6 separate regions of the Mus musculus genome follow, and regions 1, 2, 4, 5 and 6 are each linked to region 3. The links are chromatin contacts, called in public Hi-C, HiChIP or PLAC-seq, Micro-C and promoter capture Hi-C maps. All regions are on one chromosome and are shown on one strand. The core of a region is the stretch at or near the end of the contact, and the rest is flanking DNA. Distances in the headings are between cores, read along the strand shown. Region 1 holds the start of Slc25a10 (solute carrier family 25 (mitochondrial carrier, dicarboxylate transporter), member 10). Region 2 holds the start of Pcyt2 (phosphate cytidylyltransferase 2, ethanolamine). Region 3 holds the start of Slc38a10 (solute carrier family 38, member 10). Region 4 holds the start of Notum (notum palmitoleoyl-protein carboxylesterase). Region 5 holds the start of Hgs (HGF-regulated tyrosine kinase substrate). Region 6 overlaps Nploc4 (NPL4 homolog, ubiquitin recognition factor).

Region 1 (2,993 bases), core at 383-2,882, 340 kb after region 3:
TCCAGTTGGGACTTGTTCTTGCTCTACCTTGTAAGCTGTCTTTCATGGACGTGAGGTCTTCTGGCCAGTAATGGTTTCCAGCTCTCTCAGAGAAGGATAGACTACATAAGTCTACATCTGTAGCCTGGTCACCTCCATTCTGTTAACATGGTTAGACTTCCTATTAGATTTGGACCAAATGAGACAAGACAGAACTGGGCATAGCTTTGTTTCCTTGCTGTGTGACAGTCAGGCCTACTTCTATACCCTAACCATTGGCTCTGTAGCTCATGGTTCTTAGATGTAACTTTGAAGGTCCCTCCAGTGTTTTATATACAAAAGCAGTATCCTCTTGCTGAACACCAACCATGCTTCCTTTAGCATATGACCTCTGCTGTGCCTGGCAGTGTATGTCTAGTACTTGATGGTTTCTGGGTAGGGCTAGTCTATATGGGCAAGACCAAGTGGTGCTCCTGGTCTCACCAACCAAGCAGCCAGCTGTTCGGTTCCCTACCCCACAGTAGCCCAGCTAAGATATCAGATGCTGCCACCTAGAGACCTTCCTAGACGTGAGGTTGCATGTTGTCTGTACCTGCTGTAGGAAAGGAATGGATCCAGTGTGGGAAGTGCCCCTCACCCCCTTGTTATAGGCTTCCAGTGTAGGGTGCTCTTGGGCATGGGGGAAATGCCAAGATGGCACACCCCCAAGCAAGATGCCAGATCTTGCATTGTGCAACCTTGGTACTATGACAATAAGTATCTTGGCATGGGAGGCCACCTAGAGTTCTAGACGACATCATGCTCTCTACTTCCCTCGCTGCTACAAAGTTGGGCACTGGTTGGCAGGACTGGATAGGATACTCCTATTGAATGTTCAGCGGGAGCGGTGCCTGGAGCAGTTGGCCAGGTGTACGTTAGTTTTCTGCAGGACACGTGTCTTTTTCATTCACAATGCCAGACTTAAAGCAGCCTTGGGATTCAGAAATCACCTTGGCTAGCAGGTGCACCCTCAAACTGGGAGCACATGTGGATTTCTTTGCCCGTGTTCAGTAGGTAGAGATGGGCTTCTGAGACCAGGCAGATTGGAGCTGCCTCCTAGGAGCCTGAGCCAGTAACCATGAAGAATTCACAGCCCAGAACCCTCTCCATGGTGGCTGCCTAGGGCTGTGTCCACAGCAAGGCTTGGGCTGAGTTGCACTTGGCAGGGACTCGCTGGGTGTAGGCATGGGGGAGGAGCACTGCTACCCTTTACTAAGAGCCTTTTGTCCCTGATTTCTATTTAATTTGCAAGCTGGCCTCAAGACGGTTTCCATCCCCCCCTACATCTGGGCGGGGGCTGGGCTCTCGAGGGGGATAGGGGACAGAGGTCCACTGCTGCAACACGTGTCCTTCTCCTGGGTAACACACGAAGTTAGCACCAGGGCATAAGTTCAGACTAGGGCTAGAGGGTGCTGGTAGGAAACCAACCTCCTGATGAGTTGAGAATGGCAGAGCGCCTTCGGAACTGAGACCAAAGCCATGATCTGGAGAGTGGGGGTGGTCATGGGTTAGCTCAGTTTCACAGTTGGCTCCAGTGGATCGCCTCTCATTGCTCCTCGTTGCGGCCTCTTTAAGACCAGAGGCGGAGTCTCCCAAGGCTGGAGTCCGGTGGCGGGCGGAGTCCATAGGCCCCGCCCCCGGGGCTGCGCGGGCGCATTGGCTGTACCGGGCGCGGGCGCTCGGTAGCACTTTGAACCGGGCGTTGAGCAGCTGGGACCGGAGTTGTGCTCACCGGGGTCGGGCCAGGTCGCTGCTGCTCTGGCCATGGCCGAGGCACGCGCATCTCGCTGGTACTTTGGGGGGCTGGCTTCCTGCGGAGCCGCTTGCTGCACGCACCCGCTGGACCTGCTCAAGGTGAGTGAGCCTGAGCTTCAAGGCCGAGCGGGCGGGTGAGCCCTAGGCGCCGGGGACCATCCGGGGCCTGGCGCCTACAAGGCGCCTGCTGCGGCCGCCGCTTGACTGCGCACCCGGTAATTACCGCCGGTGACGCCCACGCCGGCCTGAGCCGCGGGCTGCCCCGCTCTGCGCTGCTGGCCTCCGGCTGCGGGCGCCAATACACTTACTTCCCGGTAGGCAGCGGTGGAAAATCCCCGGGGACCCTCTGCAGCTGGCGTCCGCAGGTGACAGACAGCTATGCCTCAGACAGGACCTCCTGCTCCTCAGCTTACCTGCTAATCCCTCCGCAACCACAGTCCTAACAGATGACTGCGCAGCTTCAGCTCTGCGCTATACTTAAGTAAACTCTGCCACTCTGAGCCATTCCTTTGCCACAAACACTCGACAACTCTGGTTAAAGTTGTGCGTGTGCACAGGTATTGAGATCCAAAGACCAGCCTGGTCTCTGCGCACAAGAGCACTCCCACTGCTGGGCGCTTAGCACCACCTACTGTGAGGACTGGGGGGTGGAAATGAAGGCAATGGACTAGGTGGTGATGTGACCTCGGTCATCTGCTTCCGCTTGTTTCGTTGCTATATTGGGATCAGCACCGTCCTAAGTGAGCTAGGAAGGAGACCCTGCGTTCATAGGGTCTAACCAATAAGATCGTCTCACAGCAAGAAGCAAATAGGACACGTGGTTTTGTAGGGTTTTGTGTGTGTGTGTGTGTGTGTGTGTGTGTGTGTGTTTCTTTAAAAATAAATGCTTATAGGACAAACTGAGACAGCTGTCTTCCTGTTCCCCAGGGGCATTCTCGGGGAATTTTTTCCTGATTCTGTCTTACTACAGAGAACAAAGAACTCACCCACTCTGCCCAAGGAGCTCTGGCTGCTACTTCAGCCTGTGGACTGAGCATTCACACTGGCTGCCACCTCCCCCGTCCCCCACATTGGATTGGCCCCTGAGGTCTGAGCTGGCAATCCAGCCTCAGGCAGTTTCTACTACTTCAAGCTTCTAGGGTGATCTCTGTCAATAGCTTTCCTTTCTTTGTTATTTATTTGTAGCCCCAGACTTACCTTGAACATGTTACGCAGCTAAG
Region 2 (2,700 bases), core at 164-2,663, 470 kb after region 3:
ATTCCCACCCAAAGCCAACTGTTGGGTGCTACAAAACAAATGTAGGACCTTGTGCATGCTGGGCCAGCATAATACCAGCTGAGCTAGCTACACTCCCAGCCCGCAAGATACAAGAGATTATCTAGGATTTGAATATGGAACCTCCTGCACCCTAAACAAGAATAGTCCCCCTGGATCAACAAGCCACACTCAAGCTTGGAAACAAGAGATCAGTCCTGCATTGGGAGCAGATACTTCCACCCTGACACAAGTGGACAGTTCCCCACCCCCAGGGCTGGCTTAGCTCTCTGAGAGAACAAGTGCCTGTCACCTGCTTTTATCCTCAAATCTAGGTCTGGCCACAAGTACTTTGTCAAGGTCAAGCTATGCAGAAGCCAGCAATATGCTGGACACTGAGGATATCCCAGTGGGATATCCCTGGGACCACCTGTATTCTTTGCCATGGGCCAGTGCTGGGCCATAGGTTCTGCTCTGCTTCCTCTAGAGCCCTAGTGGGCTATCATCATGTCAACACCACAGTGCACGGGGTGGGAGGTGGGACATGATAACGGGCAAATTCCAGGACAGCCCTTGTGCCCACTAGACAGGCAGGGCTAGATCAAAGGTCAGAGTCTGCATCTGGGCTTGTGGCACCATGGTGGGGCCAAGGTCATAGTCCACTGACACGAAGTCAAAGCTGGTGACTCAGGTGCAAAAGAACAGAAGGGGACTGAAGTTGTAATTCAGTGATGGAGCACTTGCCTGTACATATATAGCACACAAGGCTATGGTTCCCATCCTCAGCAACCAACCAAAGACAAACAAGAAACGCACAAAGTCTAGCCTATTCCGCCATGAATGCCCTGAGGAGCCCTGGTGACCATTCCGAATGCCTCTCATCCACCAGGGGTAGGCACGACGAAGGGCTGAAGATGGTAAGTTATAGAAAGGCCAACATCTTATCTCTTCGGCTTGTTGACAGCTCCAGGACTTTCTTGGAGACGTCACGGGCTGATTTGCCAGAGAAGCTCACAGCCTTCCAGCCCAGGTAATTTGGGTAAATGCCCAAGGCGAACAGACAGCCGCATTTCCGGTTTTCGGGGAGCGCACCGTCTGATGCACCCGTGTCTGTACGCTACACTCCTAAGTGACCGGAGGCCAGGTTGCCTCGTGCGGCCTCGGAAGACTCCGGTTCCGCCAACGGCCGGTGCGTGACGCCCAGGTGACCGCCCTCCCCTCGTCGCCCCACTCACCAGCCATCGCACCACACCCGCACGATGCGCTGATCTCCCGGACCCTTCAGCCCAGCAGCGCTGGCAGCCCCGTGCCCGTTCCGGATCATGGCACCGGAGGCCCCCCGCAAATCCTGGCGGCTCCCGCGACACACAGTACCGTCGCCCCGCCCTCGACGCTTGCGCGTGCTCACGCGGATCTCACCCGCTTGGCGCAGCCAATGGCGTGCGCCAACCAGGGCCCCGCCCCCAGCCGGGCCACACCCCCCTCCGCCCAGATCGAGCGGCCAATGGTCTGTGTTGCAGGTGCCCGGGCTTTGGCATTTGACTTCTCCACAGACGAACGGGGCAGGTTAGCACCACAACTGTGCGTGCAGCTCACCCCGTGCCTTAAGCATTCTTAGGAGCCGGGCAGTGGTGGCGACCCCTTTAATCCCAGCACTTGGGAGGCAGAGGCAGGAGGATCTCATGAGTTCCAGGACAGCCAGGGCTACACACGGAAACCCTGTTTCAAAAAAACCAACCAACCAAAAGCATTTTCAGGGGCTGGGTTCTTCAAAAGCGCCTCGATGCAGGCCCTCAGATGCAGGCACCTCGGTGGTGCGTGTGACAGTCATCGGGACACCAAAGCAATTGAGAGATGTTTAATAAGACTTGCTCAGACTGGAGGCTTAGTTAGATTCTCCCTGTGCCGCATACCCAATACAGAAAAAGGCTTCTATAAAGTGAACACTTGTACGTGATAAGGAGTAGAAAGAGGGAGGCCCTGAGACTAGCCTGGAGAGTGAGGTAAGGCAGTGGTGGACTCTCCTGCTGGCCAGGCCTGGGAAGGGCCGGAGCTCTTCTCACAGAGGCCTTGCTGCCACCTTTGTACAGGGGTGAACAGGAGGGAGGTGTCCTTGAAGATCAAGCCCATAGCGGGGCAGTCACAGCAGTGCAAGAGAGCCTTTCCACAAGGACAAATGGCTAAAGACGACCGTCACCGCGAAGCCGGCACCCACTAGAGCCGGAGGGGGCACTCTCGCCTTCACGGCGACACGGGCGGAGCCCCTGAACAAGGGTCAAGCCATCTGCAAAGTGCCAACTGTTCTTTGTCAACTCCGGGCTATGCCACTTTCTTCCTTTTTGCACGCTTGGCACAACCCCTGCCAAACCAGCCTCCTAGGATAGGGGGAGCTGAGGCAAGGGGGTCACTCTGGTCCCCAGGTGGGGCTTCTTCTCTGCTTCTGCATAGTGACTTCCTACTGTGGCTGCCTTCTTCACCAGCACGGAGGGGGGTCGCCAAGGAGAAGATTGGATCCTGCCACCTAACAGAAAGAAAAGCAGCATCAGGCAGGTCTGAAAACCCCTCGAATCGCAACCCTCCCAGGCACAGGAAAGCTGTCTGAGGCCACCTGCCATCCCACCTATGTCTTAATCTGGGCTTTGGCTGGAAGCAGCGTCAGTGACACCAAGCTGCAGGGGACACCAAGCTGCAGGGGAAAGTCTT
Region 3 (2,926 bases), core at 256-2,755:
GTGCACAGCCAGGCTCCACAAGAGACTGCTCAACCACCTGAGCCCAAACAGCTAATTTCCCAGTCAGCTATGACAGACCCCAGTAAAGGGTCAGTCACACTTCACAGACAGGCAGCAAGGATGACAGAGTTCACTTGGAGATTCGAAACCAGCCAACACTCAAGTCCCAGGATGCAATTCTGCTGACAGACAGTTTCCATGGACACTGGGACACGTAGGCACTCCAAAGACACCCAAAACCATCCCCCAACAACTCAACACTGGGGTTCACAACACAGATGTCACCCCAGAGGATCTAGCTCTGTCCTCCTGTCTACATCTATTAACCATATCAAATACCCTACCCGGGAACCCTAGATACAGTCTCAATCAGGATAGGTTGTTGAGGATCAAAAACTCATTGATTAAAAAAACTTGTTTTCTATTTTTAGCCTGGGATGTGAACGACAAAACACACGAAGTAGTTGTTAGTCTACTATTAAATTATCAACAACCCATTTTCACTTCCAAATGTCTATCCCGGATTAATCTTCCACCTCATCTCCTGGGAGTCATCAGATAGGAGGAGTGGTCTCTGCCTTGATAACCCACTGTTTCAATAGAACAGGACAGCAGCCCGCGTGGCATGGATGAGCGACGGGGAACCCCGCCACTCCCTTTGTTAAGAGAGTCATTACCCAATTTGACGTTTCCATCTGCTTCCGCAACTCACTGGCAGACACAACAAAGCCACGTAGAAATGACCATCTTTTCATGTGGCATTCAACACAGAAATAACACCAAACTTTTTTGTATGCCGGCTTTTCCAACTGCGGTGACACATGATACAGATCAGACCAAACGAATGCTTTAAATCGCCTTGAGTAAAGGTGAGTAGCCGAAGCCGAGGACCGGCATGCTTCCGTGCCATGCAGTCGGTCAGAGTCAAAAACAGGACCAACAAAACCACTATCAATCCGCTAACGTATCCTTCTCTGTGCCTTTCCGTACAGTGTGAGCAACCGCTGAGCGCGCAGATCCGGACCGCGACTCGCTTCGGGGACGTTGCTTGGGTCTCTTCCCGACCCGCGGTGCTCACACCCCCTTCCCACCAAACGAGCACTTCAACCTGATGCCCCCGCGCCCTCGACTCACCTGCTTGAAGCAGAAAGGCATGGTGAGCACGCTGACGCCCACGATGCTGTTCACCACGTTCGTGATCAGCCCCCACTTGGAGGTGGAGGCGGCCGTCATTTTGAGGGTCTAGGGACCAGGACAGAGCGACCCTAGATAACCCTAAACCTGAAGCAGGGGGGGCCGCGGACAGGCGTCGCGAGGTCAGCCTCCAGACCCTGCCAGGCTCCGCAGCAGCCTCATAGCCATGGTTCCAGGTTCCCGCCTCCGCCTCCCCAGAGTGAAGCGGGAACCCGGAAGCGCCGCAGGCAACGCTAGCAACACCTCAGCTCCGCTTCGCTGCCTCCGGCACCCAAACTTCCGCCTTCGGAGCCTACTCTACCAGGAAGTGACGGTATCAAAGGGCGGGATGAGGCGGGACGCCAGCCAACTAGAAGTAGGTGTGTATGCCCGAGGAGGCGTGGTTTGGGTGGGCCCAGAGGCGGAGCTAGGCGTAACTCTGGCCAATAAGAAGTATGTGGGGGGAGGGACGGCGGGACGTGGGGCGGGGTCTGAATCAGGGCGGGGCTACAATCTGGGTTAGGGGTTCCAGGCTTAGACTAGTGACTGTGGCCGCTGGTAGAAGAGTCATTTGCTGGGTACAACCTCTAGTGGAACAACAGGAGAGAAAGAGAAGGACTACCTTTCAGGTGAGGAGTGGGCTCTTGAGGGTTAATTTTCAGGTCCTTGCGCACAGGAAGGATTTTGGGTCACAATTGGAGGACCTGTCTAGACTGAATGCCAACTTATTGGGACAAAATTAGCACTTAACGTTTTACAGATAAAAATCATCGGGACACCGGGAGGTTCAGAGACTCAGCAAAGTCACAACAGCCTGGAGGAGGGAGCATGGAGATGTGTCTGTTTGATACGCTAAGTGGGTGAAAATGGTCTACTGCCCTAATATGAAAGAAAACCAGAGGAAAGGTAAAAAGGAGAGACTAGGGAAATCTAGGATTTCAAGAGATGGTGGCTTCTGTACTGGAAGGACTAATGAGAATTCTTCCTGGAGTAATGGACATTAAAGAGACTAGAGAAAAGAGAACGCTCCAACACCTAAGTGGATTACTGGCACCTGGCAGTGTTCTTTATGGTGGTGTCTGTGGTGAATGAAGGCCTAGGGACCTGAGGTCCAAGAAAGACCCCACAATGATTCCAGGAGGCCAGAGCTGTGCATGCAAGGAGGAACTTCAAGCTGCCTAAAGAGGCTCTCCTAGAAAACAATTTGAGGCCCATGCAAGATCTCAGACAAGGGACAAATTCTTCCAGCATCAGGCAGAGCAGCTTCTAGAGATGAGAGAGAGAGAGAGAGAGAGAGAGAGAGAGAGAGAGAGAGAGAGAGAGAGAGAAAGGAAAAGCTAGAAAGAGCAATTGGTGGCATGAGCCATTAATCCCAGCGTTCAGGAGGCAGAGACAAGCAGCTCTCTTGAGTTTGAGGACAGCCTGGTCTACATAAGTGAGTTCCAGGACAGCCATGGCTACGTGGAGAAACCCTGTCTCGAACAAAAAAAAAAAAAAAGGAGTAATTGAATACAAAGCCAGAATAGGGTTGGAGAGATGGCTCAGTGGTTAAGAGCACTGACTGCTCTTCCAGAAGTCCTGAGTTCAGTTCCCAGCAACCACATCATAATGGGATCCAATGCCCTCTTCTGGTGTGTCTGAAGACAGCAACTGTGTACTCATATACATTAAATAAATAAATCTTTAAAAAGAAAAAACCAAAATACTAAGTGTCTGTATTCATCGTTTGTAAGTGAAGTCATTGTCCACAATC
Region 4 (2,700 bases), core at 161-2,660, 510 kb after region 3:
ACGCCTGAGTGGAACCCTTTCCTCTAGGGACCAGATCAGCCATTGAAAATAGGACAGGTCCAGTACAGTCTCCGCGTTTGTACGCGCGCGGGGAGGCAGAGGATGCGAGCGCCACCAGCGATAGGATGACGGCGAGCCAGGCGCGGAGCACCGGTGGGGCCAGCCAAGCCAGGTTGACGGCCTCCCGGGGTCCTGCCCCGCGCTGGCCTTACCCGGCGGGGCTGCCGTCATTGCAGGTCACCGACGTGTTCAGCAGGAGGTGAAGGCGCAGGTCCTCATTGAGCTGCTGCGCAGAGCAGGGATACAGGGACTGTGCCAGGCTCTTGACTTGCGCCATAAAGCTGTCCATGTTGCCCTCCACTGCCGTGAAGTCCAGCGGGAAGCTCTCCACCGGCTGCCCGGCGCCCGGCTCCACCTCAGCCCGCTGCGGGAGCGGCGGCGGGGGCGGCGGCTGGGGTGGCTGCTGGCCACGGCGCCTCCAGGTCTTCCTGCCCTCGCTGCCCCCAACCCAATGCAGCAGGCCCAGCAGTAGCAGCACGCGCACCTCTCCTCCCATGGCAATGTCACTCCGGCCTGTGGCCACCTGCGGAGAGCGGACGGCCGTGAGGCGTCAGCAGCGCGGGGCGCCGGGCCAGGGGGCGCGCAAGACACTGCTGCTCCTCGGCTCGGGCTCCCGTGCGTTGTCCCTGCCCCGGGCGGCAGTGTGGGCTCTCGGCGTCGAGGCTCTGGAGTCGGGCGCTACCGGCCTCCGCAGCTCGGGCTCCGCGCGTAGCCGGCCGAGGGCAATGCAGACTCTGGGTGCGCTGGCTCGGGCCCGCGCCAATGAGCGGCGGGAGCCGAGCTGGGCGTAGTTTGCGGGGGCCGCGGCAGCCCGGGTGCCCGCGCGTTAGAAGTGCCGCCGCCGCCCGGGCGCGGCAGGGGGAGGGGGCTGCGCTCACTCTTTTCTTGGCGGAGGCTTAGCCTTTTCTTCCCAAACCACAAGTCTGACGGAGGGGCCTGGACTAACCCGTTGCAACCGCCGGAGGCGCTCCCGGCCCGGCTCCGTGGGGGGCAGCGCGGCCGGGCTGGCCCCGGGCAACTCCATTCTCCGCGGCCAGCTCGGCGCCGCTACCCCCGCCCTCGGAGCGCCTCGGGGGCGGGGAGGAAGAGGCCTTTCCGCATCGGGGGCGCCCTGCGGGTTGCGCAGCTGCCCGGCCCGACGGGTCAGGGCGCAGGATGCGAACGTTCACCTAGTGCCGCTGGGGCCTTCCCTCCCGCGCCCCTGCCCCGTGCATTCGTGGGAGACTCGCACTTGGGCCCCCTTCGCATACTTGGAACCGCCCGGAGTCCTGCGCTCACCGTAGGTCCTGGAAGTCGCTGGAGCTGCGCTATCCCGCTGGTGCGCCCGACTGCGCTGCGCTCCCTCTCTGGCGCTGGCGTAGAGCCGCCAGAGACTTTTATCCAGCGGGGCCCCCGGGATCAAAGCGGCGGCGGACACAGGGCTCCGCGCCGAGGGGCCGGTAGTAGCGGTGCAGGGGGGGCCTCTGCGAGGAGCGGACAGGTGGGGCCCAAGGCCGGGCTTTCGGGGTCGACCTGCAGGAAGGATCGAGCGTGTGACTTCAACCCGCTGTAGAGTCTCCCTATCTGGTGCCGCAGTTGTTAGGAGACATGTAGGTCAGAGACCGTACTGCTACTTAACAAGGTTGGTAGGCTTTGGTGTAAAGTCCCTTGCTGCTGCACTCCATGAAGAAGATCACTAAGAACCTCTCCCTGCCCCAGACGCCACTGGAGGAGAAGAGATAGAAGATCAGAGAAGTTGCGGTCTTGGAGACCCCCTTCCATCTGCCAAGTCATCTCACCTAATGTAACTACCTCCTCTACACATCCCCAGGCTCTGGTGACCAGCGAGAATGAAATTCCTGACAGAAATCAAAACTGGGAGCCAACTTTGGCATGCACAAAACTCACAGACAAGGAGACTGCGGCAAGTTTTAGGCCAGCCATGGCTACACAGTGGACTTCTAAAGTTAAATAAATGAATAAATAATTTAATTAAAAGTCTCAGGAGCAGGACTGATGACGGTGGTAGTCGTGGTCAAACGGGCTGCACAAAACCAAGCATACCCACCCTAAGTGCACCACAAGCCAGCAGCTTGTTTTTTCTTTACCTTCTGCCTGCAGTCTGGTAGTGTTTTTCTAGAGACAGGAAACACACCTGCCTCAGGACAAGGGTCCAAACCTTGGGCAGGGCTTCTACAGCCCACAATCTAATTCATGACAGGAGGAGCCTGCTTCATCTAGTGGGTACCTGCTGCAGATCCTAGGGAGGAGTCCTAGGGAGTAGTCAAGAAGGATGCCACCTGTGCTGCAGAGCCAATACACACACACACACACACACACACACACAGCAGGCCAGTTCTCCTAAGATCCAGTCCGGAAGCCAAAAAGAAGGGTAAAACTACAGAACCCCAAATGAGGCTGCCTCCAGGTCAGATGCTGGGTTCACTCAAGAAAAAGCATACAGGAGTCTGCTCATGGGCACCTGATGTGTGTTCTGTTTCCAGATGGGAACTGAGTTTAGAGAAGCTGAGAGACCACCAGGCTCTGCTCACTTAGAAGCTCACCTTTGGGGTGGAGAGATGCCTCAGCGGGTAACAGCACTAGCTGCTCCCACAGAGAGCCCAAGTTCAAGTCCCAGATCCCACATGGTGGTTCAAACTA
Region 5 (2,783 bases), core at 56-2,555, 320 kb after region 3:
GAGGATGACTGTCACTGGTGTCTTTAAGTAAAATTAAGTCTACTGTGGCCATCAGCTCTTCATCCCAGAATTTGATGCCCCTTCCTTCTACAGATAGGACCAACAAGAGGGATGTAAAGTGTTGGTCGTATTCAGGTATCAAGGCATAGAACATGCTGTGCCTTCAACAAGCCTCCTAGAATCTGAGCCCTGCTCAGGAAATCAGACCAATGCACAGTCATCAAAGACCCCCAAACCCGATCCCATGAAAAGCAGGGCCAATACTTGATGGTTCAGGGAGTCAGACAAAACTGACCTCCAAAGAAGCTTGAAGTATTAACTCACCAAGAGCGAATGGCAGTTTCCATAGTAACTGGACCAGATGGGGCTCATGCATCCCCCGAGCTCTCGGATGGTGATCTTCCTGTGGGCCACAATGTCTGTAAGGTTGGTGCCCACCTATGGAAAAAACCACGATGCACTGAGACCAGCGCAAGCGGTGTGCTGTGGTGAGCTTCTGGATGGCAGCACCGCCATGAGGGAGCTAAGCATCCACAGCCAGTGACAACTGCTCAAGCCCTCTGCTCTCGCCACCAAGAAATGCAGCTCTCTGGGGGCTCCAGGCCAACGTCAACCATAGAGATGGGCCTTGAGAGTGACGAGGGAATGAATTTCTAGGGATGGGAGAGAAAGGTGCCCACCGGAAGACGGGCTTCGGGTTCTCCACACTCAGAAGTCTAGTGATGGGAGTTCCTCTGCCGCAGACAGTACCCAACCTACTGACCACAGGCACCGCGGCTTCCATTAGAAGAGGTCTGAGGACCTTTGCAAGCCTCAAAGGGCATGCATGACCTGAGAGAGGCCGACACCTACCGTGGGCCGCGTCGGTGGGGGCTCTCCCAGGTCGCCTTTGCCATCTCCGGAGCTCAGCTGTCCCGGCGGTCAAGGGCCATGGCGTGGCAGAGGGAGGAGTTCCCGTGATGAGCGACCCCGGTGTGCTCCCTCCCCACCCTGCCTGGGACTCCCTGCCTGCCCACTCGGCGCGGAAGGATATTCTGAAGGCGTTTCACCAGCAGGGTCTTCCCGACCCCAGCAGCTCCAAGCAGGAGACACATCCCTTCCTCGGATAACGCGCTTGTACCTCCGAGCTACCACGCAATGAGGCCCGCCTCCGCTTAGCTTTCATTGGATAGACCGCTCGTCCAGGCTGCTCATTGGTTAGTCCCAATGGACTGAGCGGTCCAATGGACGCTCAGAGTCAGTGTGTAAGCGCAAGTCTCGCCATGGAGCAGGACTCGGGGCGGCGCGGAGGCGTTGCGCGTGCGCGAGCAGAAAAAGAAAGGCGGAAGCGGAAGTTGGGGGGCGCGTCAGCTCCGAAAGAGGGAGCGACTGCAGCGTCGGTCCGGAGTGGGGTCGCCATGGGGCGAGGCAGCGGCACCTTCGAGCGTCTCCTAGGTAACGCGTCCGCCCGTCAGCTCCAAGTCAGCTCCCTCGCGCGCACCGGCCAGATGCTGCCTCCGTAGGTCTCAGGAGAGCGGGCCGGCCACCTAGACCGGCCGTCGGCCTCCGGGGAGCACTGCACGGTTCCCGGGCCTCGGGTGTGGCCGCCCGGGCTGTACACTGAGTCCTGGGGTTCCAGTGACGAATGCTCTTTGGGGGTCCGTGACGGACCTCTCTTCCTCCGGGTCCGACGGTCCTGAACCGATTGGGCCAAAGTCCTGAGTCATGAAGTCATGACTCAGATCTTAGCTTCATGCGGGTCTCAGACCCCGATACCTTTTCGCAGGGTGGAACCGATACTGCCTTCCTTAAACCTTTCGAGCCCCTTGGGGAATGCTTCCTAGGACCTCAGCCTCTTGCGCTCTGGTAGTGCCTGGGGGTTTGAGAAGACATGTATTTCTCATTTTTGAAGGTGCTTGTTGATATCACTATCTGAGGTTCCTGGACAGTGTAAATTTTAGGAGGGAAAAATGAGTTTGACATGCATGCACCATTCCCTCAATAAATGTGTTCAGGAGCAGGCCCCATCCTAGGCTGCTCACTTGCTCCTTTTTGAGCTAAGGTTTTCAAAGGGGAATCTTAGATGATGAGATGTTTACCTTAGTCTCATATCCTGGGAGGTTCAGCACGTCAGGTATGAATCCACTAACTTGTTGAATGAGTAACAAGGGTGGTGTATCTTGGGATAGCTCACTTTCGTAAGGGAGGGGTGATCCGAGTGTGAAGAGGTGTTGGCTGGGGGTACCACTTGACATGGAGAAATCATCCCTCATCTTCTAGAGCTTGCTAAGGGACCCATTACATTACCCAGCTAAGAGGTAAAGGACAAAACTTCTAAATGATGGGACTCTGTTGAGAAGCAGCAGGGTATGCCATTTTAAAGTGCCCAGCAAGCTGTGACAAAGGGCATTCTCTACCTCCTTTATCTTTAAAGCAGATGCAAGTAGTACCTCTCTCCAGAGGGTCTGTGGGAACTGAGTGAAGCCGAGCTTGAGCTGACAGCTGATAGGGACTAAGTATCATTTCCACATTATTTGCTTCTTGCATGGGAGGATGCCATTTCCATGGTTGTCAGTGTACTTCAAGAGGATTTTCAGTTTGGTTTTGGCTGTATAAAATGAGGGATGTTCTTGACTTTTGACGGGCCGGCTCGGAAACATAGCTCAATGGACCCTTTGAATGGGCATCTCTTCCCTTTAGACAAAGCCACCAGCCAGCTTCTGTTGGAGACAGACTGGGAGTCCATTCTACAGATCTGCGACCTGATCCGTCAGGGGGACACACAGTAAGTGAAGAGAACCACC
Region 6 (2,700 bases), core at 3-2,502, 270 kb after region 3:
GGGTGTTAGGATTACAGATGTGTGCTACCCCCCCCCCCCCCAGGGACAGAGGGTCACCACACTACAGGGTTGGGCAAGTCTGCTGGTTTCTGCCACTGTGAAGCACACACCTCAAGCACATGCCAACACTTTCTTTCCCTCTGACAGGGCAGACTCCCAGACACAGCTTCCTGCTCCAAGACTGCTGAAGGCCTGCTTTCCAAAAGAGCTGCCACAATTCTACTTGCTCTGCTCCAACTTGACATGACTTGTGGCTAAAGAACCGTTTTCTCTCTGAAGCTATTCACAGAACCATCGTGGGTCATGCCTGACCAGAGGTGTCTCGTGGCACTAAATCAGCTCCAGCCTTTGAAGACGGGAGGTGACAGATCATTTCGCAAACTTTCAGCTGCTGTCAACAGGACACACAAGAAAGAAACTGAGAGAACAACTGGTCCAGTGCTGAACAGCAAACCGAAGAAGAACAATGTCTGCAAGTACAAGTACTGACAGACATGCAGAATCCCAGGAGCGGGGGCTGCAGCTCTCAAGAGCTGCCCTCACCTCCTTATCCCCCATAATTCAGAGGCAATAAAGCTGTCAGACTGTAACCAGAACTTCTGCTTCTAGCACTGGATTAAATATGTCTAAACATCCTCTAACTATAAAATACTTGGCTCAGACACTGGATCGATTTTAGCAAATACACTGTAAAAACACTGCTGAGCTCCAAAGGTAAAAAACACCCAGGCCTTCCAAAGCTCGCAGTGATGTCACTAATAATAGCAGAGGACACGACTGTCCCTCGGCCAAGGCCAGGATCAGGAACTTGAGGCTCATAGACGACAGTGTTTACTGGGCAACAGATGTGTCTTTGAACTCCCTGCTCACATTTGACTGCTGAGCCTGAATCTCCTACATAAACCAAAGGACTAGCCAGACTTGATGGTGCACACCTGTTATCCCAGCACTTGGGAAGGAAAAAAGCAAGCAGTTACAAATTCAAGGTCAGCCTTAGCTAGACGTCAAGTGCAAGGCCAGCTTGGATAATGTGAGAACGTCCTTAAAGAACAAAAAAACCCCACATGACTCAAGGATGTCAGAACAACCAAGAGAATCCAGGAACTCAGAATGGGAACCAAGAAGAAACTGAGTCTACTTCCACCAGATGCTCTGCAGGGCAAAGTCACCTCCAAGACCAGGCACACGCATATGGAGTGAAACCTGGGCTGCTTCTGGGATCTGGAGACCCAAACCAGAAGAGAATGCAGCTCCACAGCACCCCCTGGTGCTCACATAAGCAAATGCCACTAAAGCTTGCATCAAATAGATCCTCTTCGAAGCCACACTTACCCCAATAAAAACCAAAATTACAAGGGAAATAAATTTCCACGAGGAAGAATTGACAGAGTAAGGGCTGAGAGAGAGAGGCAAGTCTATGACTCAAATGCTGGAATTACAACTCATAAACACAAACTCCAGAGAATGGATCAGAAACCTTTCAGGAAAAAGCTAGGAGCCGCCTGGCATTTTGCAGTGCTAGACATCAACAGCCCCTAGGAAAGGGAATCAAATCACGCTTTGGTTAGGCCTAGTGGTTCAGGCCTGTAAAACAGCTACTCAGGAGACAAAAGGCAAGTCCAAAGCTAGCCTGGGCAACACAGAAAGAAGACCGTCTCAAAATAAAAAGTTTAAAAATGAGGAGGAGAGGGGCTGGTGAGATGGCTCAGTGGGTAAGAGCACCCGACTGCTCTTCCGAAGGTCCAGAGTTCAAATCCCAGCAGCCACATGGTGGCTCACAACCATCCGTAACAAGATCTGACTCCCTCTTCTGGAGTGTTTGAAGACAGCTACAGTGTACTTACATATAATAAATAAATAAATCTTTAAAAAAAAAAAAAAAAAAAAAAATGAGGAGGAGAGACCTGGGGATACAGGGTAATGGTAGGAAACCATACTCAGTCTCGTGTTTTGTCCCCTGTCCATCTTAGTCTCTACCTGCCTCTTGTCTGCTGGGGTGAACTGTTCTGCCCCACTGCATGCTCCTGCAATGTCCGCTTTACCACTCCAGAGGCGATGGAGCCAAGTCACTGTGGACTGAAACTAAACCAAAATAATCTTTCCTCCCTCTGTTTCCTCAGGTATTTATTTTGTCCCACTAGTGGAAGAATACTCCACAACACAGGATACTCATACCAGAACACCACAACCCACATAAATCTGTACTTTTTTCAGAGTCTCACACATGCTAGGCACATGTGCACCCACCACTGAGCTGAATCCCCAAGCCCAGTGATTATTACAAACTTTCTGTAGCACATTTATTTATTTATTATTTGTAGTATGTTCATATTGACTTGTTTTACAGGGGTGGCAGTCAGAGGACAGTCTGTGGGGGTCAGTTCTCTCCTCATGTATGCCCCAGAGTGAGCTCAGCTTGTCAGGCTTGATGGCATCACTTTTACTTGCTGAGCCATCCACCATACAAGCCTTTATTTATTTATTTATTTTATTTAAGATAGGGTCTCACTTTTTTTTTTTTTTTTTTTTTTTCGAGACAGGGTTTCTCTGTGTAACCCTAGCTGTCCTGGAACTCACTTTGTAGACCAGGCTGGCCTCGAACTCAGAAATCCACCTGCCTCTGCCTCCCAAGTGCTGGGATTAAAGGCATGCACCACTACGCCCGGCTCTAATTTTTTTTTTTTGAAGTATTTGTTATTA

Evidence for each region. A called contact is a pair of places that touch in the nucleus more often than the background predicts. HiChIP or PLAC-seq counts read pairs in DNA pulled down with a chosen protein or histone mark. Capture Hi-C pulls out chosen DNA fragments and counts their contacts.
Region 1: a contact with region 3 is called in a FOXA1 HiChIP or PLAC-seq map of pancreatic cancer cells. The contact joins the promoter of Slc25a10 here to the promoter of Slc38a10 in region 3. A contact is called at or near these places in 2 of 39 promoter capture datasets (hippocampal neurons and second pharyngeal arch cranial neural crest), 2 of 115 datasets of contacts at active chromatin or transcription factors (bone marrow-derived macrophages and pancreatic cancer cells) and 1 of 9 other capture datasets (adipose tissue).
Region 2: a FOXA1 HiChIP or PLAC-seq map of pancreatic cancer cells shows a contact between it and region 3. The contact joins the promoter of Pcyt2 here to the promoter of Slc38a10 in region 3. A contact is called at or near these places in 1 of 39 promoter capture datasets (pre-B cells) and 2 of 115 datasets of contacts at active chromatin or transcription factors (bone marrow-derived macrophages and pancreatic cancer cells).
Region 4: a contact with region 3 is called in a Micro-C map of embryonic stem cells, with 2.6 times the contacts expected there. The contact joins the promoter of Notum here to the promoter of Slc38a10 in region 3. A contact is called at or near these places in 1 of 39 promoter capture datasets (pre-B cells) and 1 of 484 Hi-C or Micro-C datasets (embryonic stem cells).
Region 5: a contact with region 3 is called in a promoter capture Hi-C map of adipose tissue. The contact joins the promoter of Hgs here to the promoter of Slc38a10 in region 3. A contact is called at or near these places in 2 of 39 promoter capture datasets (hippocampal neurons and second pharyngeal arch cranial neural crest), 1 of 484 Hi-C or Micro-C datasets (cerebellum), 2 of 115 datasets of contacts at active chromatin or transcription factors (bone marrow-derived macrophages and memory CD8 T cells) and 1 of 9 other capture datasets (adipose tissue).
Region 6: a contact with region 3 is called in a Hi-C map of uterus, with 2.9 times the contacts expected there. The contact joins the enhancer-like site here to the promoter of Slc38a10 in region 3. A contact is called at or near these places in 1 of 484 Hi-C or Micro-C datasets (uterus), 5 of 115 datasets of contacts at active chromatin or transcription factors (bone marrow-derived macrophages, embryonic basal ganglia, embryonic hindbrain and 2 more) and 3 of 9 other capture datasets (adipose tissue, liver and pancreatic islet).

What each region holds. Positions count from the first base shown.
Region 1 is chr11:120,490,205-120,493,197 of GRCm38.p6, forward strand. Slc25a10 (solute carrier family 25 (mitochondrial carrier, dicarboxylate transporter), member 10) reads left to right here and starts at 1,633. Exons shown (of 11, transcript NM_013770.2): 1 at 1,633-1,872. The coding sequence starts at 1,783.
Region 2 is chr11:120,616,532-120,619,231 of GRCm38.p6, forward strand. It overlaps Pcyt2 (phosphate cytidylyltransferase 2, ethanolamine), which reads right to left and starts at 1,414. Exons shown (of 14, transcript NM_024229.3): 1 at 1,233-1,414. The coding sequence starts at 1,321. Sirt7 (sirtuin 7) reads right to left here. Exons shown (of 10, transcript NM_153056.3): 10 at 1,840-2,518. The coding sequence ends at 2,317.
Region 3 is chr11:120,149,846-120,152,771 of GRCm38.p6, forward strand. It overlaps Slc38a10 (solute carrier family 38, member 10), which reads right to left and starts at 1,506. Exons shown (of 17, transcript NM_024249.5): 1 at 1,135-1,506. The coding sequence starts at 1,233. It overlaps Gm11769 (a long non-coding RNA gene), which reads left to right and starts at 562. Exons shown (of 3, transcript XR_389232.4): 1 at 562-869; 2 at 993-1,553; 3 at 1,934-2,876.
Region 4 is chr11:120,659,783-120,662,482 of GRCm38.p6, forward strand. Notum (notum palmitoleoyl-protein carboxylesterase) reads right to left here and starts at 1,411. Exons shown (of 12, transcript NM_001382269.1): 1 at 1,339-1,411; 2 at 213-583. The coding sequence starts at 556.
Region 5 is chr11:120,466,330-120,469,112 of GRCm38.p6, forward strand. Hgs (HGF-regulated tyrosine kinase substrate) reads left to right here and starts at 1,306. Exons shown (of 22, transcript NM_008244.3): 1 at 1,306-1,434; 2 at 2,680-2,764. The coding sequence starts at 1,398. It overlaps Arl16 (ADP-ribosylation factor-like 16), which reads right to left and starts at 1,271. Exons shown (of 5, transcript NM_197995.2): 1 at 1,034-1,271; 2 at 853-911; 3 at 325-438. The coding sequence starts at 1,094.
Region 6 is chr11:120,422,544-120,425,243 of GRCm38.p6, forward strand. All of the region lies in intron 3 of Nploc4 (NPL4 homolog, ubiquitin recognition factor), which reads right to left. Among named protein-coding and RNA genes, the nearest start is that of Nploc4, 14 kb to the right of the region's middle. Within about 2 kb of position 1,253, at least 25 of the 459 cell types and tissues checked have an H3K27ac peak or open chromatin away from gene starts, as enhancers often do. A contact at or near this core is called in liver and uterus, where this site is marked.